Linked DNA regions of Drosophila melanogaster: region 2 is linked to region 1. The links are chromatin contacts, called in public targeted proximity ligation maps. All regions are on one chromosome and are shown on one strand. The core of a region is the stretch at or near the end of the contact, and the rest is flanking DNA. Distances in the headings are between cores, read along the strand shown.

The links.
Region 2: a contact with region 1 is called in a targeted proximity ligation map of the Kc167 cell line, with 8 times the contacts expected there. A contact is called at or near these places in 19 of 107 Hi-C or Micro-C datasets (the Clone 8 cell line, the D17-c3 cell line, the Kc167 cell line and 9 more) and 3 of 7 datasets of targeted methods (the Kc167 cell line and the S2 cell line).

What each region holds. Positions count from the first base shown.
Region 1 is chr3L:17,047,596-17,050,907 of dm6, forward strand. rogdi (rogdi,) reads left to right here and starts at 1,917. Exons shown (of 8, transcript NM_168717.2): 1 at 1,917-2,142; 2 at 2,918-3,042. The coding sequence starts at 2,132. It overlaps TpnC73F (Troponin C at 73F), which reads left to right. Exons shown (of 5, transcript NM_001300162.1): 4 at 1-6; 5 at 370-795. The coding sequence ends at 398.
Region 2 is chr3L:17,419,165-17,422,862 of dm6, forward strand. It overlaps blot (bloated tubules), which reads right to left and starts at 2,350. Exons shown (of 6, transcript NM_170636.2): 1 at 2,190-2,350. Sec3 (Secretory 3) reads right to left here. Exons shown (of 6, transcript NM_140719.4): 5 at 3,370-3,698; 6 at 2,623-3,291. The coding sequence ends at 2,944.

The DNA.
Region 1 (3,312 bases), core at 667-3,166:
TCGATGGTGAGTGCCCATTCCGTTTGATATTAATACATTCTAGTGGCTTTCCATTCACATCCATATCCATATCCACCCACATGCATACATACATATATATGTATAGTGATCATAAATTTCGATGATCTTGAGATCGCTCGATTATGACAGCTTGATGTGATCAACGCTCCCATGGAGGAGCATATCGTTGGCTATTTTTGGGCGCGACACACAAATTCGATTCCACCACACGCATTTTTCATTCTCGGAATAACGTACATATTTACATTTTGTTTTCGTGTTTATGGAATATTTATTTATAAATGCATATAGCGGTTGCTCTGGCGCGATGGCATCGGTTTAATGTCTGTCATTTTGTTTAATTTACAGAATTCATGGAGATGATGACTGGCGAGTAAATAAACGCAATGCGTCTGCCACCCACCAACCGCCAACCCACCCTGGAAAACACCACCCACTTTCCCACCCTCCCAGAAAAAAAAAACAACACACACATGCACACTCTACACACACACACAGACGCACACGCACACCTGTTGGACACACGTTTGTTTGCTCCTGTTTGCACACTTGTTTCGCTTTTTATTTGCATTTTGCCCCAACCATTTTACCATTTTTTTTGTTTTTGTTTCGCGGAGCAAACAAATCCACGTACTTCAGTTTGACAATGCCAAACACGAGTAGAAATAGAACTTTTGTACTACTTTTTTATACTAAAAGAAGCAACGGAATACTGTGTATGCGAAAAAATAAATGTTATGCCATGGCAAAAAAAAAAAATGAAAAAAAAAAACCAAAAAACAATTCACTCTTGTTTTCATTTGTTTATGGATTATTTTTTGCCGCCAAACAAACACGTCCATATATTTCGCTTTGATAATGCGAACAAATAGAATGTACTTTGAGCACTGGAGAAATGCCATAAATCTTAATCAGTCTTGAAATATATAGAGGATTTCCCAGCACTTCTGAGTTTATTTTCCTTATATGAGTGTTATTTATACTTTCACTTATTTATACTTTTTGCCGAGCAGCAAAACTTAAAATTAATGGCTAGCCAATTAGTCATTAGCTTTCTTCACAGCGACAAATTATTGCTTATATTATTTTGTTGTCGGATTAGGGTTTCCTTCTGCCCAAGGATAAACAAAACCGCCAATTTTGATACTCGATTATATATATAGTGTACATACCTTTTGAGCAAAACAAGTGAGCTATAAAATCAATACAAACAGTTTGCTTATTTTTAGCGCAGATTTGTATTGTCTTCTAATGCTAAGGAATTTTATAAATGGTACTTGAATTTCAAGTTAAAATAATACAACTATTTATAAACTGCAAGCGCTCAAGAAACGCCCAGTGAAAGAGTTTTTATAATTATATTTCAAATATAAAAAAATTTTGTTAATTAAGAAAATGTAGTTTATGGCAATAGATTTGTTCGTTAAGTTAGTGATTAGTATAGACAGCTTAAAAAAAAAAATACTAAACAATAGAGAAGTCGAACTTATGATCATATACAAAAAAGTAAGTTAAAGATCATCATTGTTTTTTCTCAGTAACTAGTATGAGTTTTGTGAATAAGTTACATTGATTTTATTCTACAGTTTCTATAAACATATTTACAATTTAATATATATCCACATATTGTTATTTATTTCGTTTAAATAGTGTTTAGTATATTTTCTAAGCACCTAAGCCCCAAGTTTTTAATCAATTTTGCAGTGTCCCACATTTCAATGCCCCATTTTTGTTAACAAGTAAATGTTATGCTCTTACCAACAGCTGAGCAGCGAGTTGGCCTCTTGTAGCTTCGATCCGGCCAAAGAAAGCTGCCTGGCCGAAAGCTCCGTCTTAACCACGTTAACGTTAACTACAACGAGCATTGGCCTCGTCATTTGGATGGTATGCTATACCGCTGAGTTGAGCGCTGGGCGTCGATCGTCGAACGTCGTACCGCTGCTACGTACCGCTACCGACGCTTGTTTTTTTTTTTGGGGGGCTGCTCTTCCTAACGCAACCCCAACTTAACCAAAGTGAAGTAAGCTATCCGCCCTGCGACGCTGAGTCTCGTGATATTGCGGTTCGCGATTGATAAAGAAATATATATATATATATATATTTATCCAGAATGGCGCAGAGGTAAAGAAAGCAAGCACTGGCTATACCGTTATTTATATAATAGCATTAACAAAATGTTGTTTATTTTGGCTTATATTTGCCTACTCGCCGTGCGTGTGCGTGTGTGTGTGTTTGTGTGTTTGTGGCCAAGAATCAAGAATTGAGAATCCGAAATGTGAACGTGTTAAAAGCGGCAAAGCCGCAGCCAATGGTCATGCCAATAAAAATTTATGATGGCATAAAGTTTTTTAGGAGCCCCTACCTTTCATCGACACCATGCCATTCCCTGCCCTTCCCTTGGCCTTTTAATTTCACTTGACATTGGCTTATCAAATAAATTATAAAACAAAATTGGACCCTGATAGATAAAGCCATTTGTAAATTGGTGCTTGTGTGTGAGAATAGTGCTGCTTCGAGTATCTTGAGTTCGCTTGATAAGCGCTTTTTTTTCGTGGCCATTACAAAAGGCCATGATTGAAAACAAAAGCCAACGCCACCCGTTCGCCGGCGACACGCGCTGCAGTTGAGTTTGAAGGGGTTTTTATTTTTTAGCTGGCTATACGGGAAAATTCTGCAGCCCAGCGGCAGAAACCAGACGCCGACGTCAGCTGGCTGTGACGTGAGTCACAACAATGGGCCCACCAATTAGCACTTGACTTTGAATCAAATCAAGCCAAAATCGGTCGCAAACATGATAACGAAAAGCACAATTGGCCGAACCGAATGGGCAAACAAATCGCGTGTAATTCGCGACTAACTAACTCGAATGTTTATCTGTTTTCTTTTCGCCTCGAAGTACCACGAACAACTGGTCGTTCCAGCCACTCCATCGCCAGCGGAGCACCAGCGGATATCCTCAGCATGTCCTCAACACGGTGCCGGAAACCGCCGTGCTCACCACGCCCCCGCCCACGAGAAAACGTAAGTTAAGCTTATCGCATTGCCATTTGAATTTGGCGCCCAGGCAAGCAGTGCTCTTCGAAGTTAGCAGAGATTAGTGAACGGGAGGAGTATTATTAGGGTATATTGTGGTTTAGCTAGATATAAATCTTGTTAGGAATTTAAATGATGGAATTCTTTTTGTTATTACTGCACTTTCAGTCATCATCGTTTAATTTTTGCTAATTTTCGCTCTTTTTCAACATTTAAATGATATAACAGCGATAAGCTAACAGCTCACTGTTACGCCAA
Region 2 (3,698 bases), core at 1,100-3,599, 370 kb after region 1:
TATTGCAGTTGCCAGGGGGGAAAAAAAAACAAGAAGCGAAAATGAAGAAAGAACGAAAGATAAGTAAAAACTGCCGCTGGCAGCTAACCTCAAGTAAACTTGGGTTCTGGTTCGGGCCAAAACCGGAGGGAGATGGAGTAAAAAACCTGATGACTCAGTCACGAAGCATAAAGTTGATGGCTTCCCCTTCGGGAAATTGGCGGTAAGTCCGGAAAGCGGAGGAGTGGACGAGCTGTGGGTGGGGGCGGGAGGAGAACCTTCCTCTATTGCCGACTCTGCAGCTGAGTATAATATTGAAACAAAAGATAATGGGCAAGTGCAAATATTTAGCGAGCGATGCATTCTGCGGCGGATATTGCACGGCCATATGCCATTTCCTTTGGAAAAATGCTTAGTGTGCCACGCAAACAGGTAAACACTCTATTTAGAATGAAAACAAGAGTGACTCTGACGTACTATCATCGCAGTTATCAAGTGCTAAAATGTAAGCAAACAAACGCGTTTTCGGTTCTAACTGCTTTTGTATCGTAGTATTAGTTTAAAGGCTGTTCCAACTTTTCAGCTGAAAATTAAATCTTTAGTTCTGTAAACATTTAAATGTTCCCTTTTATATAATATTATTGTGTAGAACGAGTAAATGGGTTGTGGAACATTGGTTTTTTACGGTTATCAAGTGAGAAAAATATTTAGCCTGCCTGCAAACAATAAAGTGGAACGACAATTAAAATAAGCAAATAAACATTTCAATGGGGACAATCAGTGAAATTAAATAAGGTTCGCATATATATGTACATATATCAAAAGAGAACTTTGATATCGCCGCATGCTCATGATGACATCTGACACTATATTCATTCATACATAAACTTTGAGTGAATACAGCTGGCGCACTCAGTAATATGCATATTTGCAAAATTTTATTTCAAAGTTGGCATTGAGGTAACCAGATACGAGCTTTCTAAAACTAAGATATGAATGAAAGAATTTCCAAACCTACGCATTTTCTAAAGATAATTATCATGCTAACAAGTTCATGCTGCTAAGCCATGGAGGCCACTCATCCCTGATATCTTCATGACTCAAGATCATCTCGGTGATTACAACATTTACTGATGACATAGATAACTCTGCCACTTAATCACTTCACACAGTTGCACTCTTATCGCACTTTATCCGTTTCTTCCAAAACAAGTACAGTGGTCTGCGAAATCGAAGGGCCAAAGAGTTGAGCTAGCTAATTATAGCGGAAGTCGAAAATGCAGCGCCAATATCATAGCATTGAACTTGCCAGACGATCGCGACCAACTGACTTTCCAGGTGCTTATCAAGGTGGGCCAGGTTTCAGCGAAACTTCGTTAAAATATACGTACGGCAAGAGCAACTGTGATGACCGCCAGTTAAGGCTAAAACAAAAGGCAGTTGTGTTGAAGAGGAATTGCGAGGAAAGAAAAACAGTGGAAATTGGCTTGAAAAACGCAAAGAGCTATGCCGAGTGATCCCAAACTATTGTAGATATAAGCTTGTTATGAAAGAACCTAAAATGAAGTAGAGTTATTGATTTTGAAAACTAAAATGATTATCTAAGAAACCTATATTATTAAATTTCCAAAGCCGTCTGAAGACTCAGTATTCCTGCATCTCATTAAGGTCCTAAAAAGAATAGTCTTTTTGTATGCGTTTCGTATCCGATTAGTTTTCCATGTCGAACATGCATTAAAATGTAAATGTCTTCCGTTAACCGGCATCCACTGTACTACAGGCTGCCGAAAAAGTGGAAGAACATGAGCACGGGAGCGCACGAAAAGCACAAAAAGCGGGCAACGTGTGTGCATGAGAAATGCAAGGCGGAGGGCAAGACAGGCTAAGGTAAGCTAAGGAATGGAACGGCTGGAGGAGATGGGAATGGGAATGTAGACGGGGATGGGGATGGGGGTCACGGGAAGGTAGGGAGAACCGAGTCAGGAGCGACAACCGCACAACAGCACGAAACTGGTCGGACGGGTCGCTATGGTGGCCATGTTTATGGGACAGCCCAGACAGGAGGGAGGATCAGTTCGGATCGGATCGGTTCGGCGGTAGTCTAACTTTTTGTTCTCCCTGTCGGAGCTTCATAAAATATGCACCACATTCAGTCGCAAGTCGTTGCGGCTTCTTCCATTTTCCGTTTGCCATTTGCCATTTGCAATTACCATTTGCATTTCACGGAGTTATCAACACGGCACATGAGCACACACGGAAACACGTACGGCTAGAACAATTTAAAATACACGAAATAAAATGCTTATACTGCAGTTGGGTAAATCACGCGGACAGGCGACAACCGATGCGAAAGAGTCGCGCGGCTTGACTGGGAGCACCAGCCCGAACTCCAACGGCTGGCGAACGAAAAGCCACCCCGGAAAGCTCACTCTTCGAGCACTCTCTCTCTCTCTCTCTCTCTTTAGGCTATGATCTATCTCTTTTGATCTTGAAGAGCTCTCTTTGACCTTAGGAGGCTGTTTGAATGTGCACGGTAGTAAATTAGAGTTATACTATAAAAGTATAAATACAAAAAGTCAAACTTCTATCTGTGATTTTTAAAAGCTGACGTACTAAAGATCAAGTAAGATCTCTAGAAATTCTACATTTTTATATATAAAATTTAGTTTACTCGCATTCTTGGACAAAAGTTGAGTATTGGCTATGTAATTTTAGCTTAGAACTTATACAATAATCAACTTCAATGGCTAGCTGTTGAAAAGTTCCCTTTAAGGCCTAGTCTCGTTGATTTTTCACTACGCGATCCCTCTCTCTTGGACGTTTCGAACATTCGCAGATCCACATCTGTTTAAATATACGCGCCATATATTTTGCAATCAGCAGAAACAGCGCTTTAAATACTATTGCACTTAAAAATAAAACCCGGTTGAACCGCTCCCTGACTTTCAGATTCCAATCCCTAGATCAGTGGGAGCGCGCTATGTCCGAGAAGAAGGCGAGTATGTCCTGAATGTTGAACTCCAGGTTGATCATGGCGCCGGCGTAGCACTTTTGGATGCGCTCCTCCAGGTAATTATACTGGGCAATGAACTCCTCCTGCATGGCATGCCATACCACTTGCAGCAGATTCTCCTCCTCGCTCAGGTGCTTTTCCACCTTCTTATATAGGTTCTCCAGTCCTTTCTTCACCTCTCGTGCAGGATACTGAGCGATCACCTTGCGGAGTTCCTGCTTGGAGAATGCCATCTGGTAGCTGATTTCCGTTTCCTTGACTCCCTGGGCCACCTTAAGTTGCACGCCTTCGAAGAATTGCTGCAAAGGCAGAACGGAAATTTATGAGATGAAGATCGACTTATCTTTTCTTCTGGAAGGTCATTGACTTTGGCTTACATTCAGTTTCTCCAGCGGCCGGCCGAAGTACTGAGTCACATACGCTTTTAGCGCATCGTTATAACACTTCTTGGCCTCCTTTTTCAGGGCGTCCAGACCAGGAACCTTGAGCTGGGCTAACAAAGCGTACATGTGGTGGTAGTTCTCCATGCGCACTACCTGAACTGGTGTCTTGGGGTGCTCCTGCGAATGCAGTTGGATGCCCTCAAATATGGCATTCACCAGCTGCAAGTACCACTTCTCCATGTCCGTTCGGCGATCCGATTTCCGAAATATGCCCTCTGCAGTTTGGGCAAAGTTTTCAAAGTTTTCCACATACGGCAGAATGG